Linked DNA regions of Mus musculus: regions 1, 2, 3, 5, 6 and 7 are each linked to region 4. A link is a contact called in public Hi-C, HiChIP or PLAC-seq and promoter capture Hi-C data. All regions are on one chromosome and are shown on one strand. The core of a region is the stretch at or near the end of the contact, and the rest is flanking DNA. Distances in the headings are between cores, read along the strand shown.

The links. Promoter capture Hi-C pulls out the DNA fragments that hold promoters and counts their contacts. Hi-C and Micro-C count contacts between places; a contact is called where the count stands out from the background. HiChIP or PLAC-seq counts read pairs in DNA pulled down with a chosen protein or histone mark.
Region 1: a contact with region 4 is called in a promoter capture Hi-C map of hippocampal neurons, with 2.1 times the contacts expected there. The contact joins the promoter of Apol8 here to the promoter of Zfp7 in region 4. A contact is called at or near these places in 4 of 39 promoter capture datasets (the 3T3-L1 cell line, cranial neural crest and hippocampal neurons) and 2 of 115 datasets of contacts at active chromatin or transcription factors (bone marrow-derived macrophages and pancreatic cancer cells).
Region 2: a contact with region 4 is called in a promoter capture Hi-C map of pre-B cells, with 2.6 times the contacts expected there. The contact joins the promoter of Myh9 here to the promoter of Zfp7 in region 4. A contact is called at or near these places in 2 of 39 promoter capture datasets (hippocampal neurons and pre-B cells), 2 of 115 datasets of contacts at active chromatin or transcription factors (extraembryonic endoderm stem cells and pancreatic cancer cells) and 1 of 9 other capture datasets (adipose tissue).
Region 3: an H3K4me3 HiChIP or PLAC-seq map of bone marrow-derived macrophages shows a contact between it and region 4, with 7 times the contacts expected there. The contact joins the promoter of Zfp707 here to the promoter of Zfp7 in region 4. A contact is called at or near these places in 2 of 39 promoter capture datasets (erythroid cells and pre-B cells), 1 of 115 datasets of contacts at active chromatin or transcription factors (bone marrow-derived macrophages) and 1 of 9 other capture datasets (adipose tissue).
Region 5: a contact with region 4 is called in a Hi-C map of B cells, with 5 read pairs. The contact joins the enhancer-like site here to the promoter of Zfp7 in region 4. A contact is called at or near these places in 2 of 39 promoter capture datasets (the SN4741 cell line and cranial neural crest), 1 of 484 Hi-C or Micro-C datasets (B cells) and 1 of 115 datasets of contacts at active chromatin or transcription factors (pancreatic cancer cells).
Region 6: an H3K4me3 HiChIP or PLAC-seq map of bone marrow-derived macrophages shows a contact between it and region 4, with 9 times the contacts expected there. The contact joins the promoter of Zfp623 here to the promoter of Zfp7 in region 4. A contact is called at or near these places in 2 of 115 datasets of contacts at active chromatin or transcription factors (bone marrow-derived macrophages and pancreatic cancer cells).
Region 7: a promoter capture Hi-C map of pre-B cells shows a contact between it and region 4, with 3 times the contacts expected there. The contact joins the promoter of Pycrl here to the promoter of Zfp7 in region 4. A contact is called at or near these places in 2 of 39 promoter capture datasets (the C10 cell line and pre-B cells), 1 of 484 Hi-C or Micro-C datasets (B cells), 2 of 115 datasets of contacts at active chromatin or transcription factors (bone marrow-derived macrophages and pancreatic cancer cells) and 1 of 9 other capture datasets (macrophages).

Annotation. Positions count from the first base shown.
Region 1 is chr15:77,753,770-77,756,809 of GRCm38.p6, forward strand. Apol8 (apolipoprotein L 8) reads right to left here and starts at 1,504. Exons shown (of 4, transcript NM_001081970.2): 1 at 1,419-1,504.
Region 2 is chr15:77,840,198-77,843,526 of GRCm38.p6, forward strand. Myh9 (myosin, heavy polypeptide 9, non-muscle) reads right to left here and starts at 1,978. Exons shown (of 41, transcript NM_022410.3): 1 at 1,760-1,978. It also overlaps the pseudogene Gm22107.
Region 3 is chr15:75,967,634-75,970,945 of GRCm38.p6, forward strand. It overlaps Zfp707 (zinc finger protein 707), which reads left to right and starts at 1,490. Exons shown (of 4, transcript NM_001347040.2): 1 at 1,490-1,771. The coding sequence starts at 1,664. It also overlaps the pseudogene Eif2s3x-ps1.
Region 4 is chr15:76,877,908-76,881,101 of GRCm38.p6, forward strand. Zfp7 (zinc finger protein 7) reads left to right here and starts at 1,346. Exons shown (of 5, transcript NM_145916.3): 1 at 1,346-1,446; 2 at 2,832-2,875. The coding sequence starts at 2,873.
Region 5 is chr15:77,799,150-77,802,638 of GRCm38.p6, forward strand. The region is part of intron 3 of Myh9 (myosin, heavy polypeptide 9, non-muscle); the gene reads right to left. Among named protein-coding and RNA genes, the nearest start is that of Myh9, 41 kb to the right of the region's middle. RefSeq lists an enhancer at 1-2,150. Within about 2 kb of position 1,627, at least 290 of the 459 cell types and tissues checked have an H3K27ac peak or open chromatin away from gene starts, as enhancers often do. A contact at or near this core is called in B cells, the SN4741 cell line and pancreatic cancer cells, where this site is marked.
Region 6 is chr15:75,939,533-75,942,967 of GRCm38.p6, forward strand. It overlaps Zfp623 (zinc finger protein 623), which reads left to right and starts at 1,420. Exons shown (of 2, transcript NM_030199.3): 1 at 1,420-1,627.
Region 7 is chr15:75,920,059-75,923,461 of GRCm38.p6, forward strand. Pycrl (pyrroline-5-carboxylate reductase-like) reads right to left here and starts at 1,502. Exons shown (of 6, transcript NM_025412.2): 1 at 1,318-1,502. The coding sequence starts at 1,408.

The DNA.
Region 1 (3,040 bases), core at 254-2,753, 880 kb after region 4:
GTGAACTCTGGCTATTCTGAGCCATGTCCCTCCCCCGCCCCTTGACTAAGCCTGGGTCCCTTAAACTCTAGCAGGCTATCCTCCTGTCCGTGTGCAGCTTCCCATCCACAGCAATGCCTGTGCCCTTCAGGGTACAAGTTCACCACTGCCCAGGGCTCGCTTTCTCTCTCTCTTTCTCTCTCTCTCTCTCTCTCTCTCTCTCTCTCTCTCTCTCTCTCTCTCTCTCTTTCTCTCTCTCTCTCTCTCCTTGCTTCTGCAGGGTCCTGAATCTAACCAGGGCTTAGAATCCTGCCACTTCCTGCCTTTGTTTCAGTACTTGCTCTGGGCTGCCCATCTGCCATCGCTAACCATGGAACCTCACGTCATAGCCAATCCTTTATGTAGACAGTAGTGCAAAGGACATTCTCCTTTAATAGAACTTTGTCTGCCTTTCAGATTACCTCTTCAAGATCTGTCTAGAGGTCTGGCAAAATGGTACAGTAGGTAAGGGTGCTTGTGGCTAAGGCTGATGGGCAGAGTTCAATCCCAGACCCTCATAATGGAAAGACAGAGCTCACTCCTGCAAGTTGTCCTCTGCCTTACACACACACACACACACACACACACACACACACACATTTGAAAAATAAGTCTAGGCTGCTGTGGTGGCACATGTCTTTATGCCAGCACTCTGGAAGCAGAGGCAAGTGGATCTCTGTAAATTTAAAGCCAGCCTGGTCAACAGATCAAATTCCTGGCCAGCCAGGGCTACACAGTGACACTCTATTTCTAAAAAATAAAAACAAAACAAATAAAAGAAAAAGAAAAAAGAAAAATACAAAAAAAAAAACCTTAAAATAACTAACTTACTTTGTAGGCAGAAAGCTAAAAGTAGTTCTGTCCCACTGGGATGGTGTGTGTGAGGGCACAGTAAGAATTGTTTCTGGTGGTATTTTCCAGGCACACAAAGGCCTGGCAGAAACAGCAAGAGGCCTGCAAATGTCCCCCAGTTCACCAGATGAGATGAAGTGGCCTTTACACGTGTGTCTGTCCCTTTTCTGTCTTCACTGTCATTTTTTATACTGCCCAGCTCTGCATGCACACAAGGTACACTGAGAAAAGTTTGGTCCAGCAACCCATTATAGGGTTAACTACCACAGGGTTAATTTAACCAAGACTTGCCTGGCTCCCCTCACCTCTATGGAGCTCTGTCAAGGCACCTACCACCTGCAAGAGCAACAAAGGGGAGCATGTCTCAATATCTTCTCAGATGGTTCATTAATATTCTTTCCTTTCATAAGCAGATAAAATCTTCTCCATTTTGTTATTGTTGTCATACTTGTGACTACTCACTCCCCACCCCCAGGCAAAGACGTTCATAGGCAAGGAAAAGTCCCCAGTCTCCATTCTTTGGCCCCTCAGGAAAGCCTTGCACTGACCTGGTCCTGTGCTGCAGCTGGGTGCTGATGTGGGCATGGTAGACCTCTTGATGGGGGCTGTGACTCAGTTTACAGAAAGGCTGTTCTGGGAAGGACTGCCCTGCCCTGCCCAGGCCTGCCCTGCCCTGCCCTGCCCTGCCCTGCCCTGCCCTGCCCTGCTCCTGGCTGGCTGTGCAGCCCTGATAGGAGCCCTCTTCTTCCCAGCTGGAACCCGAGCAGAGTTGCGCAAAGCAACCCTCCAACCCCATCCCTTCTGATGGTTTCAGGGCATCCTCAGAGCAGGGAGGGAGGGAGGGAGGGAGGGAGGGAGGGAGGGAGGGAAGACACCTTGCTCCTTCTAAGGGGTCCTTGATGATCTCTCAGGGTCAAGTTGAATCCCCTTTAGTCAGCACTCCAGGCCTCAAGCCCACTGCAGTCTCCCCCCTCCCAACCAGCCCCTGCTTCTATCATACATACACCTTCAAGTCTATCCTGCCTCAGTGACCATGACACCTCCGTGTCTTTGCTGTGGCTGACCCTGTAGTGAGACTTTCCCACTCCACAATGGGACACTCCTGTTCTTTCTGCCCCTTCATCTTCCCACAGTGGCTGTGGCACCTGGCTCCCACTGTAGAGACTCTAACCCCACCCCACAGGTGGGCAGTGGCCTTGGGGGGGTCAACAGCACAGGTGATGTATCCATCGGTTGAAAACACAGGTTCCTGGTGGGCAGAGTGGAGACCCATGCTGGCCCATTTACTCTGAGACTGAAGCACTAAGTGGGACCTTAAAAGGCCACATTGGTGGCACAAACCTAGAATCTCAGCACTCAGGAAGAAGCTTAGATGAAAAGATGATAGGTTTAGAGCCAGACCTGGCTATATGGGGAGACTAGAATTTCTACGGAATTAGCCTGTGCGTTTCTGCACACTCAGAGTCTCTCTCTCTCACACCCAATGGTCTACTCAGTGATCTTAGGATTGCAGAGCTGGTATTGCTCTGGGGATGGTGTTTGGCAATGTGCCCCTCTTAGTCCCCACACCTTGTGTCCTTGCCTATCCAGACACCCAGGACAGCTCCTGCTTTCTGCCTTCATCCCTCACATACTGATAACAGGAGTCAGGGGAGATGTGAGCCTGTGATCCAGCTGACTAGTCTGCCCTTGGCAAATCACCCCACTACTGACTGGGCCCTCAGTTTCCTCGCCCCCCATAGGCCCTGAAACAGAGTGATGCCCAAAAGGACAATTGGATGAGAGCTTTTGGGCTGTCCACATCTTTAGGAGCCAGATTTAGTCCCTGTCAGACAACCAGGGAGGCAGAGCCAAGATTCAAACTAAGATAAACATTCTGACATGTGGCACTCATAATCCCCCTTTTTGCTTCTGGTAATTTTGGGATCATTTTTTTTCTATAATTTCCCTTCCATCAAGTTTTCACACACACACACCCCTTACCTGGTACCAATACCAGGATTGATATTAATATTAACTCAACAGCCAAACAAAAGTACTTCAAGGTGCAGAACCAGGTAAATTCCCCTATGAGCCAGAGAGCAGTAACGGAGACCTTCTAATCAGAGCATGGAATAGACCAGAACATGGTCTCTCCAACAGTCTTGGATGGAACCCCCTGGATAGGACT
Region 2 (3,329 bases), core at 728-3,227, 960 kb after region 4:
CATCTATAGGCCCTTCCCCCCTACCCCCACCTATAACAACCTGGTATATAAATTGACTGATATTGAGTGATTGTCTACACGGGGCTTCAAGCAAATTGCCTCCTTAATAGAAAGGGAGGGAGGCCTCCAGGTGAAGTTATCAGCTTGGACTCTAGACAGTGGAGTCAGAAATGGCTACAATGTTTCTGTGAACAAGTTACCTTTTATTTATTTATTTATTTATTTATTTATTTATTTTTGCTGTTTCAAAAAGCTTTATTTTCACTTGGTCAAGGCTTAGGAGGGGCTCCGGGGCGGGTTACAGATCTGCCTAGTGGCTTGAGAGTTCTAGATGGAGGTCCTGAGATTGACTGGCTGGCATACAGCAGAGGAGGGAGTCCTTTGGGAGGCAGAAACCTCCTAAGTCGTGCTTGAGAGTGAGCCACTCTTAGAGATACTTGGGCCAGTCTGCGTTGGCTAAAAAATACGGAACTCAATGCATTTGCGTGTCATCCTTACGCAGAGGCCATGCTAATCTGTATCGTTCCAATTTTGGTATAGGTGCTGCTGTAGGAAGCACGCAAGTTACTTTGAAATCTTGCTAATCCAGAAAACCGCTCAGAGAACTGAGAACTCGATGGACCTCCCTGTAGCCCAGCCGAGGCAGCCTCCGGGTCTCCAAGACCTGGGACTTCCCAGGGACCTTTTCCCTAACACCGCTGGGTGGGGCCTTAGGCACCCGCCCGAGCCCACCCAGCCTTCAGTTTCACTACAGCCCGCAAGCAAGTCATAGAGGGTACTTGACTCAGTTTGCCTGGGAGAGATGGGGACCCGGAGGAGCGGGGTGCAGCTCCTGCCTTAGGCGTGGCTCCAGAACAGGATGAGGTGAAGACCCTAGTGCAAGGAAGTGGGGGATGTCTTCAAAACTCCGCCTCTCATCAAACATAAAAGATGCGGCTGCCCGGCCTGGTCTTAAAGTCAGGGCCAGCTCCCAGAGACTGGCCCGGGCGTGGCGTCCCAAGGTGCGGTGGAAATCAGGTGCACGCCTGCCCGGGCGACGGGGCAGCTGCCGGCAGACCCAGGCCTTCTGACCTCGGGCAATAGAAATCCAAGGTTGAATGAGGTCAGACGGGGGGGTTCTTTTCCTGCGCCCTGAGCCCCTCGGCAGCTGGGACCCCTTTTCCCACGCACTCTGAGTACCTCTCCCCGCCCCCTCCCGGCCCAAGGGCTGACGGACAAATGAGGAAGTCCGCAGCGGACGGCGGAAACCGTGCCGGGCGCAATGTCTGCGGCGGGACCGACCGATCCTGACTCAGGAGGACGCCCTGACAGCTGCCAAGCGGTCCTCGCCTGCCCGTTACCTCCCTTTGCCAAACTTACAAAGGAGCTGCTGCCCCGTGCCCACGAACGCATCCGGCCGGCTCGGCCGAGATCTCCGGGACTGCTGCGTCCCGGAAGGGGTTAAAAAGTTTGCCGGAGCTGGCCGTCGGGGAGGCGGGAGTGCAGAGGCGACAGGAGCAGGCCGAGCTCCCAGTGCCCCGACCGGGAAGGGCATCCTGTAGGGCCGGGGACTGCGTCCCCCGGTTCCCTAACCCCGAGGCCTCGCTGCCTATCACCCCTCGGGTGAGGATGCGGAGTCCGGTCGCACCCGACCGCGCTGAAACCCGCCACGCGGAGGCCGAGAACCACAGGGCCGTCCGCCCCAAAGGACTCGAGTCTTGTCGCCGCGCGCGCGCGCTCGGCAGCTCCGGGGCGGGACATACCGGCAAAGCTCGCTCACCTGAACCTGGGTCTGCCCGGGGAACAGGCGCTGGTTCTTCCGAGTGGACTTTCTCGAGCGCTCGGGCGGCGCGGCGGGGTGGGGCGAACGCGAGACTGGAAGCTGCAGCAGGTCAGGTTCTTGAGCCTTCCGTGCCCTGCCCAGGAACCGCGGTGATCTGCGCGCCTCACCGCACCCAGCTCTGGTGCGCGCCGCCCTCCCTGCCCCGCCCTTCCAAGAGGAGGGCGGGTCTACAGCTCGCCGCCGGCTCGTGGGTGGAGCTTCCAAGAGTCCCCGCCCTCTCCCCACACTGCCCAATCCAACAGGAGTCTGGCCTAAACTGACAGATTTTCGGCCTATAAACAGACAAGAGATGGAAGCCGGAGTGCTGAGATTCATCCTCCCCATCTGTCCCCACCTCCGCCCACCCCACCTTCCACCCGCGCTTCCTAGGCGGGAGCCACGCCTTGTTGGGCGGGTCCAATGGACAGCCAGGTTACAGGACCAGGATTGACGCGGATTTCATCCAATCAGAAGCAAGCGGCTCAGGCGCGCTGGGCTCCTGGTCCCGGCTCTGGTGTGCAGCTTGGGCCGCGCCGGGGCCGGAGGGAGCGTACTGGGGAGGTCTGAGGCTCTGACACTCCGCCCAGCGAACCGTGTTTTCCCTTCGTCCTGTCCTACCAGGAGAACAGATATTAAGTACCATATATGGGAAAAGTGGTATTTTACATAATTATGATGGCTGTGGGGGCGGTCATGGCTTCAACCCTGCATTCCGTGTGGGCGTCCTGAGTTCGATTTTGGAGCCTGCTCGCGGCTGTCCTCCAACCTCTGAACCTTTGCTCTGGCTAGTACCTCTGCCTGGAATGCAGTCTAAGCCACTCTTAACCTTTGAATAATTAACTCACACACATCTCAGATATTTGTCACTAAATTATTTTAAGGGTAGATTTCATTTGTTTTATTTTGGTTACTAACCACGAGAGGATTTTTTTTTTCATTTAAAAAAATGTACTTTGCCATTAATCTATCAGGAATTTGTCCACGCATTATTTTCTGCCCAAATTGTCCGTTTCCGAGTTGTGTCCATTGATCTATGTGGTCGATCCTGCAGCACGTCAATGCTTTCAAATGGCTTTATGAAGGCAAATTTCTCGTCATTGCTCTTAACTGTTGGAATGTTCTTGCTAACACAGTTAAAATGATCCTTCCATATAAACTTCAGGGAAAACTTACATTCTGAAGCCAAAAAGCAGCTAAAGAAAGAAAGAGATTTTGCAGCCCAGATGACCAGTGATTGCTACCCACATTACAGCAAAGACTGCTTCCCAGTTGATAAGAAAAATTTAAAAAATTTTTAAAAGGCTGAACCATCCAGGGGTTGTGGGTGGTATACCAGAACTCAAGAGGTCTGAGGTAGGAGGGGGAGTTCAAGACTAGCCTGAACTACACAGACAAGCAGTTCAAAGGTGTGAAATATATAAAGCCAATAATTACTTTTAAAACTAATCATCAAGAGACTGGAGATGTACGGGCAGTGGTGGCCCATGCCTTTAACCCCAGCACTCGGGAGGCAGAGGCAGGCAGATTT
Region 3 (3,312 bases), core at 240-2,739, 910 kb before region 4:
CCAGTGAGACCACCTGGGGCAGCATACTGAAGATCATTATGTTTCCCCCAAAAAAGTGACACAATATTGGAAAAGGTTGGTTTACACATGAGTTTTCCTTCCCTATCTTTGGAGACAATACGGGGTCTGACTTCTATCTCCTGGCATACCTTTAACACTCCTTTTAGAATACTACCACCAGCTATACCTCCCTTAAGGTCATCGACTTCACAGCCAGGTTTGTTGACATCAGATGGACTGATAACAATGAGATGGGGCTCTGAAGTAAAGTCTCTTGGGGCCACTGGTATTTTCTTCACTATATACTCACAGACAACTTCAATATTATACTTCAGTTGAGCAGAAATTGGAATAATTGGTGCCCCTTTCTGCTATCGTTCCTTGCACAAATGCGAGATTTTGCTCATATTGTTCCTTAGCCTGACTTTCTTTTACCAGATCAATTTTATTCTGTAAGATCAAAATATGCTTGAGTTTCGTGATTTCTACAGCAGTCAGGTGTTCGGGCCAAGGGCATGATTCATTACTAGCTATCAACAGAAGAGCTGCATCCATCTCTACTGCACTGTTCAGCATCGTAGCCATCAAAATATCATGGCCAGGACAGTCAACAAAGGAAACATGTCTGACTAATTTGAAGTTCCCTTTGGCCCCCAGAATGTATGTAGGAAACTTATCTGGTGTACTGCTTCCACATGATCTGGTCTAGGACAACTTGAGTCATCAAAGTTTATAAGTCTTAGCATGAGCATGTCCAAGCTTGATGGTAATGTTTCTTTCTAGCTCATTTTTGAATCTGACAGTGTGAACTCCAGAAATAACCTTCACCACGGTGGACTTCCCATGAGCTCCATGACCAGTTGTAACAATATTAATTGTAGCTTGTCTGCTGATAACTTCACGTGAAAGTGGTGTCAACTTGGTAACATCCCCCAGCCATCTTGCTCAGAGGGGAAAGGACGTATCTTCCTTTCCATCTGCTCAGCTATCTTATGGTGGGACGAAGGCTGCCTAAACTAGAATTAGAATTACAAATAAGTTTGCATCTTTCAAATTAAATTTGGCATCACAGTGGCCTAAGGGTCCAGTGACCCCAATGAACAAAGTAGGAAATCCTGACCCATGCCACTAACATGAAGCAAACTGGCAAACATCAGTTTAGACAGCCATAGGACAAATTCCAAACAAAGAATGTTGATGGTTCTGGCTGCTTGAGAACTGGAGATAGGTTCTCTGGGGCATGGACATTTCTGATTTGAAGCCAACATGGTCTACAAAGAGAGTTCCAGAATAGCCAGGGCAACACAGTGAAACCTTGTCCCCCAAGCCCATCAAAACAAACACCTCCTTCCAGTGGGCTCAGGAACACACGAAAAAAAACCCACAGACCACCCATATCAACGGAAGGGCTGGGCCCCTGGGGGCGGGCTCGCGCACACTTCCGCCCTTTTATCTGGCCCCGCCCTTTAAGTAGCCGGAAGACGCTTCTGATTGGCGTATTTCCGCTGGAGAGTTGAAGTCAGTGCGGCGCGCACGGGAGTTGACGTTTAAAGGTGCAGGAGCTGGGGAATCCGACGGTGGTGCTGCTTTGGGTTGCTCTGCTCCGCGCCACTGCGCTTGCGCTGAAGCCGACCCTACCCCCGGCATCCCCCGCGGCCTTCAGATGCGCCGGCGTCTTGCTGCAGCTGCTGCTCTCGGCGAAGCTCGACGAGAGCGCTGCTTCCGACGGGGCAGCGCTCTTCCCGAGCGAGCTAACGGCGATGCTCCTCCGGTGAGCTCGGACCCTCTACCCCCAATCCCTGGCCCCGCGCCCACCTGGGTCCCCTTGGCACGGGCGCTCGGGTTTCCTGCTTCTGGCAGGTACCGCGCTCCGGCGGTCCTAGGGTCTCAGTCTGGGTCTGTCTGCTCCTGCTTTCCAGGACTACAACTTTCTGTTTTAGTGTTTCCCACACTCCCTGCTCTCCGGCCTTGAAGTCCAGCCAGGCTTGTGGCACCAGTTCTGGTGTTCAGATGAGAAATATATATTCTGGTTTTATCATGCAGAGTTTGTGGTTGGCAGTCACTACCCAGACCTGTGTTTCCCGAGCTTCGGGTCTTCCAGGTGTGTCCCAATTTGCAGCCTTGCTAGTCGAGTATAGATAAGAATGCATATCAGCACAGTGTAGGTGGTTGGTTAGTTATGTCGCAATGTCACAAGGTTGAATGCCTCTAGGCGCAACTTTTGTGATAGCTGTTAAAATAATTTATAGCCTGACTGGCCTCAACTTGTGCTGACCCCTTTGCCTCTGTCACCTGAGTGTTAAGATTAGTTAGGTTTTTTTTTTTTCTCTCTCTCTTTTAAAATGTTATCTCTTAGCTGGGCAGTGGTGGTGCACGCCTTTAATCCCAGCACTTGGGAGGCAGAGGCAGGCGGATTTCTGAGTTCGAGGCCAGCCTGGTCTACAGAGTGAGTTCCAGGACAGCCAGGGCTACACAGAGAAACCCTGTCTCAACCCCCCCCCCCAAAAAAAAAAAAAGTTATCTCTTTCTATGTTAATTTTTAGAAGTGATTCTAGATACTAGTTCTTTGGCAGAAAACGATTTGGAAATTCTTTCTCTGTTGCTTGCCTTTTAATCTTTCTTTAATCTTTCTAACTCCCTTTTAGAATCAGAAACTCTCTTGTTGGTTTCATTAAATGTTGTTTTGTTTGGCTTGCTTTTTAACTATCCCAAACGGTCTTTGACATAGCTTTTTCGTCAAAGTTGGTGTAATGGTTAATTTCTCAACTTGACGCAATCAAGTAATTTGGGAAGAATGTTTCAAGGGATTATTTAGTTCCGGTTGGCTTGTGGGCATGCCTGTGGGGAATTGCCTTGATTAGCTTAATTGATATGAGCGGACCCAGATTTGGGGTCCTGGACTGTGGAAGGTTAGAGAAAGCTAGGTGAGTTCTAAAACTGCATTAGTTCATTCTTCTGCTTTTGACTGATATGACTAGCTGCCTTGACGGGATGGTAACTTGGAATCGTAAGCTAGATAAGCCTTTCTTCTCTAAACTGAACTGATTTTTTTGGGGTTTTTTTTGGGTCGGAACTTTATCATGCAGCAGAGATGAGGCCTAGCCTTGGACTTTTTTGATGATCTTTTTGTTTTTGAGACTGGGCCTATTGCCCTGGCTGTTCTGGTCTTGCTGGCTTGGATCTCAAGAGTTGTGTTGGGATTAAATGTGTGGGCTACCATTCCTGGCCTGGCCTTGAAGTCTTGCTGCTTTTGTCTCTGCCACTCAGTGCTTGGATTATAGACCTACCCCAGCAGTTATTCTTGGAAAACTG
Region 4 (3,194 bases), core at 96-2,595:
TACACACATACACACATGGCACACACATATACACATATACCACACACATACACACATACACGGCACAGACACATACACATATACCACACACACACACACACACACACACAAATAGCACATACACAGCATAGACATTTACACATACATGCACAAACCACAAACATACACACACTCAAGGCACAGACACACACACACACACGCATGTGAATGTGCATACACACTCTCTCCTTTCTCATAGCTCCCTCTTTGCCACTTTCCAAGGACTATATCCTCTCCCCTCACACCCGCTCAGTAGTGCAGATACAATAGGCCCTCTATCCTCCTTGAAACATTTTCTTTATCACCAGTGACTCCATCCTTCACTTAGTTCTGCCAACCTCCCTCTCTCTATGCTAGTGTTTCCTTGTTACTAGAATCTAAAGGCCTAGGCTCTCTGACAGTTGAAGAACATGTTAGGGCAAGGAGAATTGACAGGAAAAAAATCAGGTTTATTCAGTAGCTGGCATTCTTTTTTTTTTTTTTTTTTCTTCGAGACAGGGTTTCTCTGTGTAGCCCTGGCTGTCCTGGAACTCACTCTGTAGACCAGGCTGGCCTCGAACTCAGAAATCCGCTTGCCTCTCCCTCCCAAGTGCTGGGATCAAAGGCATGTGCCACCACTGCCCGGCTAGTAGCTGGCATTCTTGAGAAGTTAAGATGTACTTTCTCCTCAAGACTCTTTTTTTTGTTTGTTTGTTTGTTTTTTCGAGACAGGGTTTCTCTGTGTAGCCCTGGCTGTCCTGGAATTCACTTTGTAGACCAGGCTGGCCTCAAACTCAGAAATCCTCCTGCCTCTGCCTCCCAGGTGCTGGGATTAAAGGCGTACGCCACCACCGCCCAGCTTTTTTTTTTTTTTTTTTTTTGGTTTCTTGAGACAGGGTTTCTCTGTGTAGCCCTGGCTGTCCTGGAACTCACTTTGTAGACCAGGCTGGCCTCGAACCCATAAATCCACCTGCCTCTGCCTCCTGAGTGCTGGGATTAAAGGTGTGCGCCACCACACCCGGCTTCTCCTCAAGACTCTTATCATTAAGGTTCAGGGACCCAAAGGGATTTTTGGTAAGGGAAAGCCTTTGGTAAAGCTTTTTGGGGTTGGTAGTGAGACTGTGGTTGGGTAGGCTCTTTCTCATCAGAAATGCATCCTCTGGCCCCGCCTCCTGGTCGTGCCTGGCCTTCGGTGACCTTCAGCCACACTTCCCGGCCCTGCCTCTCAGTCTCTAGCCCAGCCCTTTATGGGCCGTGACAACTTCTGGCCCCGCCCCCACCCCTGTAACCTGGCGGGGGGCGGAGTTAGAGAACAAACGGGGCGCGCTGGCCAGCGAGCGGAAGTCGCCCGGGTGGGGCACAGTGGGATAAGCTTGCAAAGCCCTTTCCGGTGGCTCTCTTGTTGGGATCCACCACGCGCCGGGGCAGGTGAGTAGGCGCAGTCGCTTTCCTTGTTTTTAGGGCAAGGGACACTTGGCTTTTACTCCCCAAAAGGATGGAAGGCGTGGGCGGCTCGGTGCTGTTGTGAATGCCTGGCCGAAGACGTGATCCCAGCGGAGTAGAATAGCCGAGCATCCCAGCTCTTCTAGCCTGCTCCCGGGCTCCAGTGTTGAACCTGAGCAAGGCTGCTTCCCTCCAGGCCTGGGGCTGGGTGCAACCTCCCTCATTCCTCGTGAGTAATCACTTTCTGGGACTATCTCTTCTCTCATTTCTGCACCTGAATGACCTGGAGTCGGTCACGCCTGCGGACTCAGAAGGCATCTCAGGATTTGCTCTTCTGTATCTGAGACCGCGATTTCCCATTGGTAGTCCAAATGCTGGGGTCTGAGAGGAGAATTCTTTTCTAGTGTTCACTGCTAATTGGCCAGTCTAGCCAGTGGCCAGATACCTGGGCCAAAAGCTACCTGGGAAAGTAGCTTCCTCTCTCCCATTTTGACCTGAAGGTGGGTGTTTGTGTGTGCAAGGAGGGGCCCAAGGGCTTTGGTTTAGCAGAAGGGGACTTCTCGAATCCTTTTTTGTCGTCATCCTTGTGACTTAGGGCAGCTGTAGCTCGTTCTGGAATTTAGGTACAGGTGAACAGGGATTGTTTTCCTTCTGAAGGCCTTTTTTTCTTTTTCCTGGACCTGACTGCTACTGCCTCCAGTTAACTCTTCCTTATCTTCTCTCCTTTGGCTCACACACTGGCTCACTTGGTCCCATTTTCAGATCCTGAAGTGCGTTTCCTACCTCAGCCACCAGCTTGGCCTAGGTCCCTGGGGGAAGGCATCCTTTAAACTTTACCAGCGTTTCTCATTTAAACACTTTACTAGTCCCCCCGTACTTCAGCACTGTTGTTGATGTGATCTTAGTTGTCCTTTCTACTAGATGTCCCATGAAGTCTCCCTCGTTGTTCAGTTGAATGTGTGGCCTATGGCAGCCATTTATTTATTTATTCATTCATTCATTCATTTATTTTTTGGTTTATCGAGACAGGATTTCTCTGAGTAGCATTAACTGTCCTGGAACTCATTCTGTAGATTAGGCTGGCTTCGAACTCAGAGACTAAAGGTGTGTTTTATACACACACACACACAACACACACACACACACACCTGCCGCAGCTGTACATCATGGCTCCAGCCCTTACTCCCACACAACACAGACAAGAAGGCTCAGGAGCTGATATTCAAATATCAGCCTTTGCCCAGTCTGGTGTGTCTGTGCGTCTGGCTTGGGTGGTAAAGAAGCAGTGGGGTACAGAGCCCCTCCAGTCACCCTGGGAACTGGGGAGCTTCCTCCCCTCTGACCTCTGATCTCGTTATGATTTCTCACAGGTGTCTGACTCAGGACAAGCGGATCCCACCCTCCAGATCTCATGGTAGGGAGCCTGGCTGCTGCCTGTATTCCCTCTCCACTCCTGTCAAGCCCCCACATCCTACCCTTTCCACTGGGCCTGATCGCATACCTAGCTTTGACCCTTACTGTGGCTCTGGCCAGGCTGGTCCCTGAGGGGGTGAATAAATGTCCGCCCAGACCAGAGTTTAGCTGTGTCTGTTCAGTGGGGAGGGGCATAAGGTCACTCCTTTGGATTAAGTCCCTTCTTTTCTCATAAGGTTTAAGAGCCAAAAGGATCCAGTCCTGCTGGAGGTATACCATACCTGTTTGAGGTATACCATATTATAGGGATGTTGGTGTGT
Region 5 (3,489 bases), core at 377-2,876, 920 kb after region 4:
AAGAATATGTGCACAGACATCAAGCAGGAACTCAGTGCACAAAGCAGCACCTACACAGACTCCTGTGTGTAAATAGATCCACAGCATGCTATATACTTATGTACACACACATACAGGCCTGCATGTGCTCCAAAAGCTTAAAGCTCGGAGCCAGACTCATGAGACCTCTGCCTACCTAGGACCCTTAGCTCTGCCCCTTGACCTGACCTCTCCGCTGCCATTGCAGCCCAAACACAGGCTCGGAGGAATCCCAACCTGCTTCCTCAGACCCTGCTGAGCCACTGCTTTCAGAGATGCCCTACCAAGAGGCCTCCTCCTCCACCTGAGTAAGGCCCCCAACACTGAGCACGGAGAAGCCACCTGCTTAGAGTGACTCACACAGCCTCTAAAGCCTCAAGAGCCTTCCAACACTTTCTGGAAGTTGCAGTCTGACACCTGACCTCCTGGGTGGCCAAAGGACACCCTCAGCACTCAGGAAAGGCGGGTGACTCTTTCACAGCACTATGTTTGAAATCTGCTCCTGAGCTCAGGGCATCCCTTACAGATAAGGAAGTCCCAGCAAGTGGTAGGCCTAAGCCAGCTCATTCTGCTGCCTGCCATCCTATGTGTTCAGTTAGGGACATGGACACACACATGGGGACAAACACACACACATATACAAACACGCACATGCGTGCGCACCCAGCACTCAATAACCTTGCCTCACACTGTCATCTCTGTGGCTGAGTACACTCACAGGCCTCCGGAAGCCATTTATTTCTGCCCAAGTCCATACTTGGTCCTATGCGGTCTAACAGTTTATCTGAAATGCCCTTTTGTCTTTTTTCTACCCTGGGACCTGGAAGGTAACAGCCACCAGCATAACCTTATTCAGACACAGGCTCTGAACCACCAGGACCCCATCTCAGAGGATGTGGGCTGAGATAGGGCTGTGAGTCTCAGCCATGGTCTCTAGAACTCTCAACAGCCACAGCCTTTCCTCAGTCAGAATCTTGACAAAGCCCTGGAGCAGGGGACATTGGCTGGCAGAGAGCAGTTTGACTACTATTGGTCCATACACCCAGAGCAGTTAGAAAGGAAGTCATTAGCCCTGCCCTTGACCTCTGGAATGAGCAGGGTCTGTTCTGAAGACCTGTGGCAATAAATGCCTGAGGCCTACTCAGAACTCTTTCCTTAGCCACCCCCACACTACATCACCAAGCTCCTAGCAGAACCTTCCAGAACCGCAAAATAAATAAATAAATAAATAAATAAGGCTTGCATGAGTTAAACACTCAGCAGTCAAGCTCTTGCTGCCCCTGACTATATATATTTAAACCCAGAAGCCCCAAGGCTGGGTCCACAGAATGACATCAGAGCTGATGTGGCCACCCTGAGTGGACAGGTTTCTAGCCAACTCAGAAGACCACCTGAGGCCTGGGCAGGTGTTTCATCCCAGGCATTTGGAGTCCTACACACTGGGGGAGGGGAGCAGACACACTATGGCTCACTTCCTGTCAGAGGAGCAATGGCTGATTCTTGTCCATAAAAGGCTGTGAGGCTTGAGACTACTAGCACAGTGGTGACATCAGCCAGACAGGAAGTACAGGAGGAAGGGTGCAGGCAGCTACTACAACTGACTCATGGCTGGGCTCAGAGAGTGTACCTCCCTGGAGGAACTGTCACAAGGCCATAACTGGCTGAGTGCCTCCCTGAGGGAGCTCATCTCCAGGTCCACTGGGTTCTCTGGAGCTGAGAAGCAAATGTCAAGGCAGGCAAACATGCCTACCCAAGTCAGCACTCTGACAGGCAGCCCCCTGCGAATGTGCTCTGGAGAAAATTGCACAGCAGACCTGAGGACGGCTTACTGTGTAGGCAAGGCGACTGGCTCACCCTGAGCAGACACTGAAACTCCAGCGTCACCTCTCAACCCCATCTAGACTTCAGGAAGCCACGGCACAAAGGATTTTGCAAAGCATGTGAAATATGGGGCTCCAGTTCAAAGCTAGAGGTGGGAAGGCCTTAGAGTGGCCTGGGGATAAGGCCACAGATCCTGAGGGACCTGATGATTTGACTGAGAGAACTCAGGCCTTTGTCCCAGTAAAAGCACCAACAGGCTGGGTCCAACCAACCTCTATGCAAAGGCCACGGCCACTCACGATGAGAGCCTCTGATGCCATCTCCACAGCCTGATCACAGCTTGGGTGACAGGCTTGGGAAGCAGACAGAAAGGCGAGAAGAGAGGGTGTGAAATACCACTTCCTACTGATTAGCAGAGGTTGTAGACAGGCTGCAGAGGTCTTCTAGCAGACTCCAACGGACAACCCTTTAGGAAGGAAGCCCCTTGGGGGATGGAGAGTGACTCAGTGGTTAAGAGCACTGACTGCTCTTCCAGAGGTCCTGAGTTCAATTCCCAGCAACCACATGGTGGCTCACAACCATCTGTAATGGAACTTGATGTCCTCTTCTGGTATGTCTGAAAATAGCTACAGTGTACTCATATACATGAAATAAATAATCTTAAAAAAAAAGGAAGGAAGGAAGGAAGCCCTTTGCCATGGTCCCCCAAACACAGAGCGTGGTCCTGGACACACAGGTAGCTCACCGAGCAGCAATGCCCACTAGACAGATGATGGACTTGGGCCCACACCTACACTCTTCAGGCAGCCCTCCCTGCCTGGGTGATTAGAACAAAGCTCCAGAGATGACCTGCACTGTGCTGAAGCAAGCAAAGCCCTAAACAAGCTTTCTCTGGGCCAGATGCACCAGCAAAATTGGACTCTTCCCACTTCTCTGCCAGCAAAGCTGAGACAAAACGTTCTCGATGGCAGCCCACCTGGCACAGGCATCTCCAACAGGTTTCTGGCCTGGAAATCCAAAACCACATGAGTGCCCACTACCCATGACAAATGCACACCCCGCTGCCCCACCCCACCCAATAAGCTCAGAAGCATCCGTTAGAAGCATGAGGCTGGGGACGCCGCCTTGAAAATGCTGGGGCCTCCAGCAATCTTGCCAGTCTACTAAGAGGTATGCTGGAGGCTGCCAAGAAGAGCAGGCCATAGGAGCACAGTGGCACTCCCTCACCTTTCAGAAATACACCTACTACTGTATTTCTGGACCAGGTGAAGGTGTACAGACAAGACTATGAACAGACTATAACCCCCACCCCCACTCCCAATCTCTACTATCTGAACACCAAAAACATCTTAGGTCCTTGGGAGTCAACCCTGAGTTGGTACCCAGATCAAGATTGCAGGAACTTTATGTATGCAGGCTGCTCACTTTGACTTCAGGAAATTATCTTTGCTCATCTGATAGCTTTACTCCTGAAAGCCAATAGGGAAAGGAAAGCGGCTCTCTGCTCTGAACAGAGCACTGTCTGGCCCTAGTACACTGACTAGGCCATAGCCCTACCACAGTCTCTGCCAGAACCTAGGAGGGCAGGACACACACTGGTACAGCAATGCCGACAGCAGGCAAACATGGTCTGCCCACTGGATTTTACAG
Region 6 (3,435 bases), core at 170-2,669, 940 kb before region 4:
ATGGACCACAGGGCCCCCAAATGGAGGAACTAGAGAAAGCACCCAAGGAACTAAAGGGAACTGCAACCCTATAGGTGGAACAACAATATGAACTAAGCAGTACCCCGGAGCTCTTGTCTCTAGCTGCATATGTATCAAAAGATGGCCTAGTCGGCCATCACTGCAAAGAGAGGCCCATTGGACTTGCAAACTTTATATGCCCCAGTACAGGGGAATGCCAGGGCCAAAAAGGGGGAGTGGGTGGGTAGGGGAGTGGGGGGGGGTATGGGGACTTTTGGTATAGCATTGGAAATGTAAATGAGCTAAATACCTAATAAAAAATGGAAAAAAAAAGATTCTGGGATTCAGGTTAGCTGAGGCTGAAGAATCAGCTGTAATGAACAAGATACCAGGACTACTAAAGTGAAACCTTTGCTTTGCTGTGATACTCGATGCTGGTCAGCTACAGCTGAAGAATTAGTAGTGATTAAGAAGAAACTAGCATCATTGAGGTAAAAACTTTCTAAGTATTTCCTAAGAGCTACACAGAAGCTGTGTTCCAGAAGCAGCCAAGGTTGTCCCTCATGCTGGCAGCTGAACTTGGTAGCATAAGAGTCACCCAGGTGGTACTTACTGGTTTTGAAGACATGAACAGTTCATGGAGGGCAGCTGAGGCTTGGCACTGTGCAGTTTCAGTGGCAGATTTTTTAAAAACAGGATATAAAATATAGAGATAAACCCACACAATTTTTTTTTTTTTTTTGTTAAGACCTAGATGACTCTTAAGGTTGTACCTTCCACGAGGCTGAAGAGATTCCTTGGGGTTAAGATCAAGCAGTTGGTTGGTGCTCTTCCAAAGGATCCTGGTTTGATTTCCAGCACCCACATGGCAGCTAAGAACTGTGTCTATAATCCCATTTCCAGGAGAATATAATGCCCTCTTCTGGCCTCCAGGAGCACCAAGCACACATATGGTGAACAGACATACACACATGCAAAACACTAAAACACACAATAAAATAAAGTTCTGCCTCCATCAGTGAGTGAGCTTGGCATTCTAGGCTCACACCTGACTTTGCAAAGTTGTAAAATAAACTGCCTCGATTTCACTACTCTGAGTCTCCAGTGGTTTATTACAAAGATGTTGTGTCATAGGCACAGCGGCTCAAAGTTGTCTTTCCACCATAGGCATACACACATAAGATAATGATAAAGATGTTCTAAACGCTCAAAGCTAAAACCAAAAGCTACATACAGAACCATCACTAACAACCAACAAGAAATCTTTACTAAAAGCTCTCTAAAGAGCCTGCCTTTCCCAGCTCTTCCAGGGAAGTCTGACGACATCTACTGCCTAGCTTCGCCGCTAATCCCACACCCACGTGCGCAAACAGGGCTCTCAGCCACCGCGTCTGCGCACTGGGTCCTCCGGCTGACCGCAGGAATCTGGCCCGGAAGTCTGTGACAGGGAGACGGCCCCGGCCCCCATTCTTATCCTAGAGTGCCTACGGATGTCCTCCGGGCGGAGCCTCGGGCAGTTTCCGGCCGGGGCGTGCGGCAGCGGTGCGGGCTTTGTGGCCGCCCGGGGTTACCCGCCTGGATGCTGCTCGGCTTGGTTCCGCGCCGTCCTCTCGCCGCCGAGCTCCGGGTGAGTGAGGCGGAGCGGCTCGCGCGGGTGGGCGGGCTCGTGACCGGCGGGGCTCAGCGAGTTGGTTGGTGTCCCGGGCCGGCTGCACTTCGCTTTGGCCTCTGTCCGTAGCTCCTCGCTTGGTTCGGGCCGGAGCCTTGCGTCTCCTCGCCGAGCTGCGGGCGGTAGATGCATGGACCGATCGTCCGCAGACATCGAGGCCCTCGAGGGTTGCACACTCGGCCTCGGCGCCTGCAGGTCGGGCCCCCGGATGGCTGCTTGAAGGCTAAGCCGCTCAGGTGATGGAATGCAGGTGCGCGCCACGCTGCTCTTCGGCTTGGACCTTGCCCTCCTGCCTTCTGCCTTCCCTCAGTCCTTTCGGCCTCTGTCCGAGGGGATGCAGTGCAGGCACCCCAGTGCTTCAGGGGTTGAAGATAATATGTGTGTTGGACAGAATCAGCTCCGTATGTCATGAAGGAGGATTCTTAGGTGGGGTGAGGTGTCATACAAGCTGTTCTATTCCATGAAGTGTCTGAGTCAACGTCTATGACATCTCTGTGATAATGCCAGGGACATTTAGTCCTCTTTGCACCCGGCCCCACCGTGGTCCAGGAGTCCCCAGGGCTTGAGTGCTATGCTAGAGGTTTCCCGGGATATTAGCAGAAGAACAGTTCTAAACTCAAGTAGTTTTCCAGGTGGAGAGCTGATATTCACAATCGCCCTGTGCTCTTCTAGACATCGTTCCTTTGAGACCCATTACAATGAAAGAAACAAATGTCTTCTGATCACGAAGAAATCAGACTCCCCATGCCCCTCGCGCGCGCGCGCGCACACACACACACACACACACACACACACACACACAAACAAACATATACACATCAAGTTTTAAGGCAGAGAGCAGACCTTTGTTCCTGTCACGGATGTGGCATTGTATCTGTTTTAATACTTGGCATAATGATGGCATTCTTTTTTCATATGGGAGGTATAGAGAAACCTCACAAGCCAACACATGCAGCTATGGACACTCCTGGAGCCTTGGGGGTGGATTTCTGGTTCTGGAATGCGTTGGAGGATGATATAGAGAGAGGGTAGACCTGGGAAAGTACCCCCACTCCCCTACAAGACTTATGGTCTGATCTGGAAGTGGACGGGATGCCAGAGAAGCAGTGGGCTAGAACAAAGTGGTGTCTCTGAAGTAAATCACAGAGCCCTCTGACTGCTCTGTTGGCTTATGGAAAATGGCTGCTAAAAGGCCCTGGGCTTGTTAGGAAAAGAAGACTGTTTGTGTCAGCAGGATCCTTGTATGTAGGGGCTAGAGGTAGAGGTTGGAATAGGAGTCCTAAGAGAGCAGCCAGTCACTCGCTCTATTCTTTTTGACCTCAAATAGCATGCCTTGCACACACAGCACCCAGCTACCTCCACAGCTGCAGTGGCACATCCACAGGTTGTCAGGGACACCATGTCGAGGCCCGCCCGCCTGGTTATTCCCAAGGCTGCAGAGATGCAAGCTTTCCTGCTCCTGTTTTTCTTTATGTGTATGGGTGTCTAATGTTGGTTTTTATTCTCCTGATGGAATTGTTGTCTCTAAGGTTTACTGCCTCCATCTCCTAGCTTGCTAGTCCTGGAAGCTTCTAGCCTCTGTCCAATCTAATCTAGGCCTAAACTTGTTTTCAGCCCCTGAGACTTGCTGCTGAATAAGCTCATCCCTTCTGGTTCTTTCTGGAATCTTCTGGCTGGTTTAACTCAGCTGTTCTGTATCAAACTTGTCTCCCAGCTGACTCACTCAGTCTGGCTTCTGAATTGCTCTGCTTGGCCTCCAACTAAGT
Region 7 (3,403 bases), core at 252-2,751, 960 kb before region 4:
GGGAAACGAAGTGGCCCCTCTGGTGGACACCACCTGGTTTTGGAGGATATAGGGGTAGAAAGCCTGGGCCAGACAGAAGTGCATGCTAAAACCTTCCCCAGGGAGCTAATGATGTCAGTGACAGTGTGTGTAGCAGCAAGAGGCAGGTGAACTGCCAGGTTCGACGTGTAAACTGCTAAGGCTTGTAGGAAGCCCTCCTCCCATGATCATGGGCCTCTGGACTTTGAAATACAACTGAAAGCAGAGAGCCAAAGGTCACCAACTTCCTCTACCCGCAATCTGTTCATAAAGTTTTCTAAATACTGTACAGCCGTGCTGGGCCAGTAAAACATCAGTTATATACACCAGCAGTCCTCAGCCCGGAAGAGTTTGCCTCTCTCCCCACCATACCCCTCAAGCTCCAGGTAGCAGACATTTGGAACTGGTGGAGAAACGTCAGTCTTCAAATTCAAGGTATTGTTGCCATAAAGAAATGACAAACCAGCGATAGCAGGCACTCTTCAGAGCACAGGGCCAATCCTCTTCCTCCCGAGTGTCCTCACAGCTGCCCACCTCTGAGAGTGGGGGCTGAGGAATGGGTAGCCTTTGGTTAAGCCAGAGGCTGAGGAGGAAGAGGCCAGGACGTCAGACATTTAACTTGGCATTAAGTCGGTTCAATCTAAGGCACGATTTGAGCCACATATGGAACTAGAAACTCGCAGCCACATTAAGGAGATAAAAAGTTAAAAGCGAGTCAGCGAGTGGCTCACACTTTTAATTCCAACACTCTGGGAGGCAGAAAAAGGTGGATCCCTGAGTTCAGGATCAGCCTGGTCTACCTGGGAGTTCCAGGCCAAATGAACCCTGTCTCGAAAAGAAAAGAAAAGAAAAGAAAAGAAAAGAAAAGAAAAGAAAAGAAAAGAAAAGAAAAGAAAAGAAAAGAAGAGAAGAGAAGAGAAGAGAAGAAGAGAAAAGAAAAGAAACAAGCAAACTCCACTACAAAGAAGTCACACGTGAAGTCAATCGTAATATTCTTTAATGCAATACATTTAAAGGAATATTCACCAATACAATCAATGTTAAATAAATGAACTGGTTTTTTTTGGTTTTTTTCCCCCACACCTCGCCTAACATGCCCACTCACCGGCCTGGGAAGGGACTGCGGACTCATCCAGCGATCCTGGAGGCCTTAATAGAGTCCTGATGTATGATTCTCACCCAGGAAACCAGCGAATTCACCCTACTGGCCCTTGGTGTACCACGTGCGCCCCTCCCGCCAAGGCTTACGAACTCCTCCCATTAGAACGAAAGCTCCCCCAGCCAGGCCTCGCCTCCCACCTGCTTGGATGAGGCCTCGGGCAATGGCCTCCGCCATGCGGCCTGCACCCACGAAGCCCACACGCCGAGGTTCAGACATTGTCGCCGCCATCCTGCTCTGAGCTGGCCTTCTCTCGTCCTTGCGGCAGCGGGTCCCGCCCACTAGAACTGCTTTGACCGACAGAAGCGACTGGGCGGGTTTGGGAGGACAGAGGGGCGGGGCGGGGCGGGGCGGGGCGGGCGCAGACACTTGGATTTTGACGCTTGAGGCGGGATTTCCCCCAAGCTTTGGTAAACCATTGGTCAGTGATTTTGCTGAGGGGAAAGAAGAGAAAGGAAGGGGAGCTAGTCCTAAGCAGGCTGTCTAATTCCTCCTGAGAAGCCTGAAGCTAGCTAGAGTCTCTCCAAAACCCTTACAGAGAGATTTAGAGGGGGAGAAAAACAAAAAAAACAAAAACCAAAAAACGCTTGAACCACTCCAGGATGGGCCTGGGGTGTAAGGTAGGTACTCCAAGCTCTTGCCTAGCTTGGGTGCCTTGGGTTCAGTCCTCGGAGTGGGTTCTGGTTCTCTACATTAAAAGCAGCACTAACCATCAGTCACTAATACACAGCACTTATTTTTTAATTTAAAAAAAACTTTTGAGTGCTTTAGTGTCTCACCAAAATAGTTATCTGTATTGAATTCCACATATAGTGACATTTAGTCACTTAGCTGGCTATATGTATAGTCATTTAGCTAAAGTGAGAGCAGAGGAAAGAAAAAGCAAGCAAATCAAGAAGCCCAAAACAGAAAAAAAGGCAGGTTTTCATGAGCAATCAGAAGCCTGGCTGTGGTGGCACACACCTTTGGTCTCAGTCCCAGGCAGGTGGAGCTCAAGTTTGAGGCCAGCCTGGTCTACAAAGCAAATTCCAGAACAGTCAAGGCCACAGAGAGAATCCCTGTCTAACTAACTAACTAACTAACTAACTAAATAAATAAATAAATAAAATGATCAGGATCCCAGCCTTCGTCTCATCCAAATTACCAATTCAAACAACCACCAGCATACAGGTGGTTTGTTGCTGTCTTGTTTTGAATGTGCATAATTAGGCAAACTAGAACACAGCACTTAGAAGGGCAGTGCATGCTGTCTTTGGACTGTGAGGTCCCACAGTAAAGATGGTCATCTCCTGCTTGCCACAATTGGGATGTGATGGCCAGTCCTTCCCTCTCTCTCACTGTGCGAGGTGAAGAGTTATAATTTCCTAATCTTTCCCCAGACCCCACCTGAAGCCTACAAGCACTAAGTCTGCCTGACATTAGATGGACACCTGTAAAACCAGGAGCTAAAAACTACAGCTAAATAAGGCTTTTCCTTCTTAGACATTAACTGTCTCAGGTAGCAACAGGGAACCTGCAGAATCCTCAATATGGAGACAAAAATCCATTCTATGGGGTGAGGGACATGAGTGTAAAGAACTTGTGTATTCTGGGCGGCACCCAGAAATGTTCAAGGCTGAGACTTGGCCTCAAGTCTGTCGGAAAGTGTATGCAGCTGTCTGGCCAGAGTGATCAAGGCACTCTGATTCTTAGGACAGGGTGCATTTCTTGACATAATGACACGTTTAACACTGACTGGTGGTCACTGGACAACTGAGTGTCTGGCAAGTTCTGATAGACTCAGATCAGCTCTTCCTGGGGGCTGGGAGCTACATCCTTAATTCCTTCCTTAATGTCCTGGCCTGCTTGGTGGATGCTCATCAGAGGGTGAGGTTTAAAGGTGGAGATGGGTGCTGGGAAGGCATGGGCCTGAGGTAGGCTGGGCGGTACAACATAGGAGGGGACAGCTGACACTGCTCTAAGAGGATGAAAGACCTGGCAGGTTGTGACTGTCCTGCTGGAAGACAGAAGGCCTCAGATGCAGGCTGAGAACCAAGGGTGAGGGAAAACATTTGGATATCTTAATACTTCAGGGAGGTGAGAGGCAGAATGTCTAGGAGGGTTGGGCTGAGTGGAGAAAGCTGAGCAAATTATGAGACCTAGCAGACTGGCTGAGCGCCTGGGAAGGAGGCACTGGGTCGAATGGGTGTGGCTTCTGAAGATCCACCATAAGGCAAGGCAGCGCCT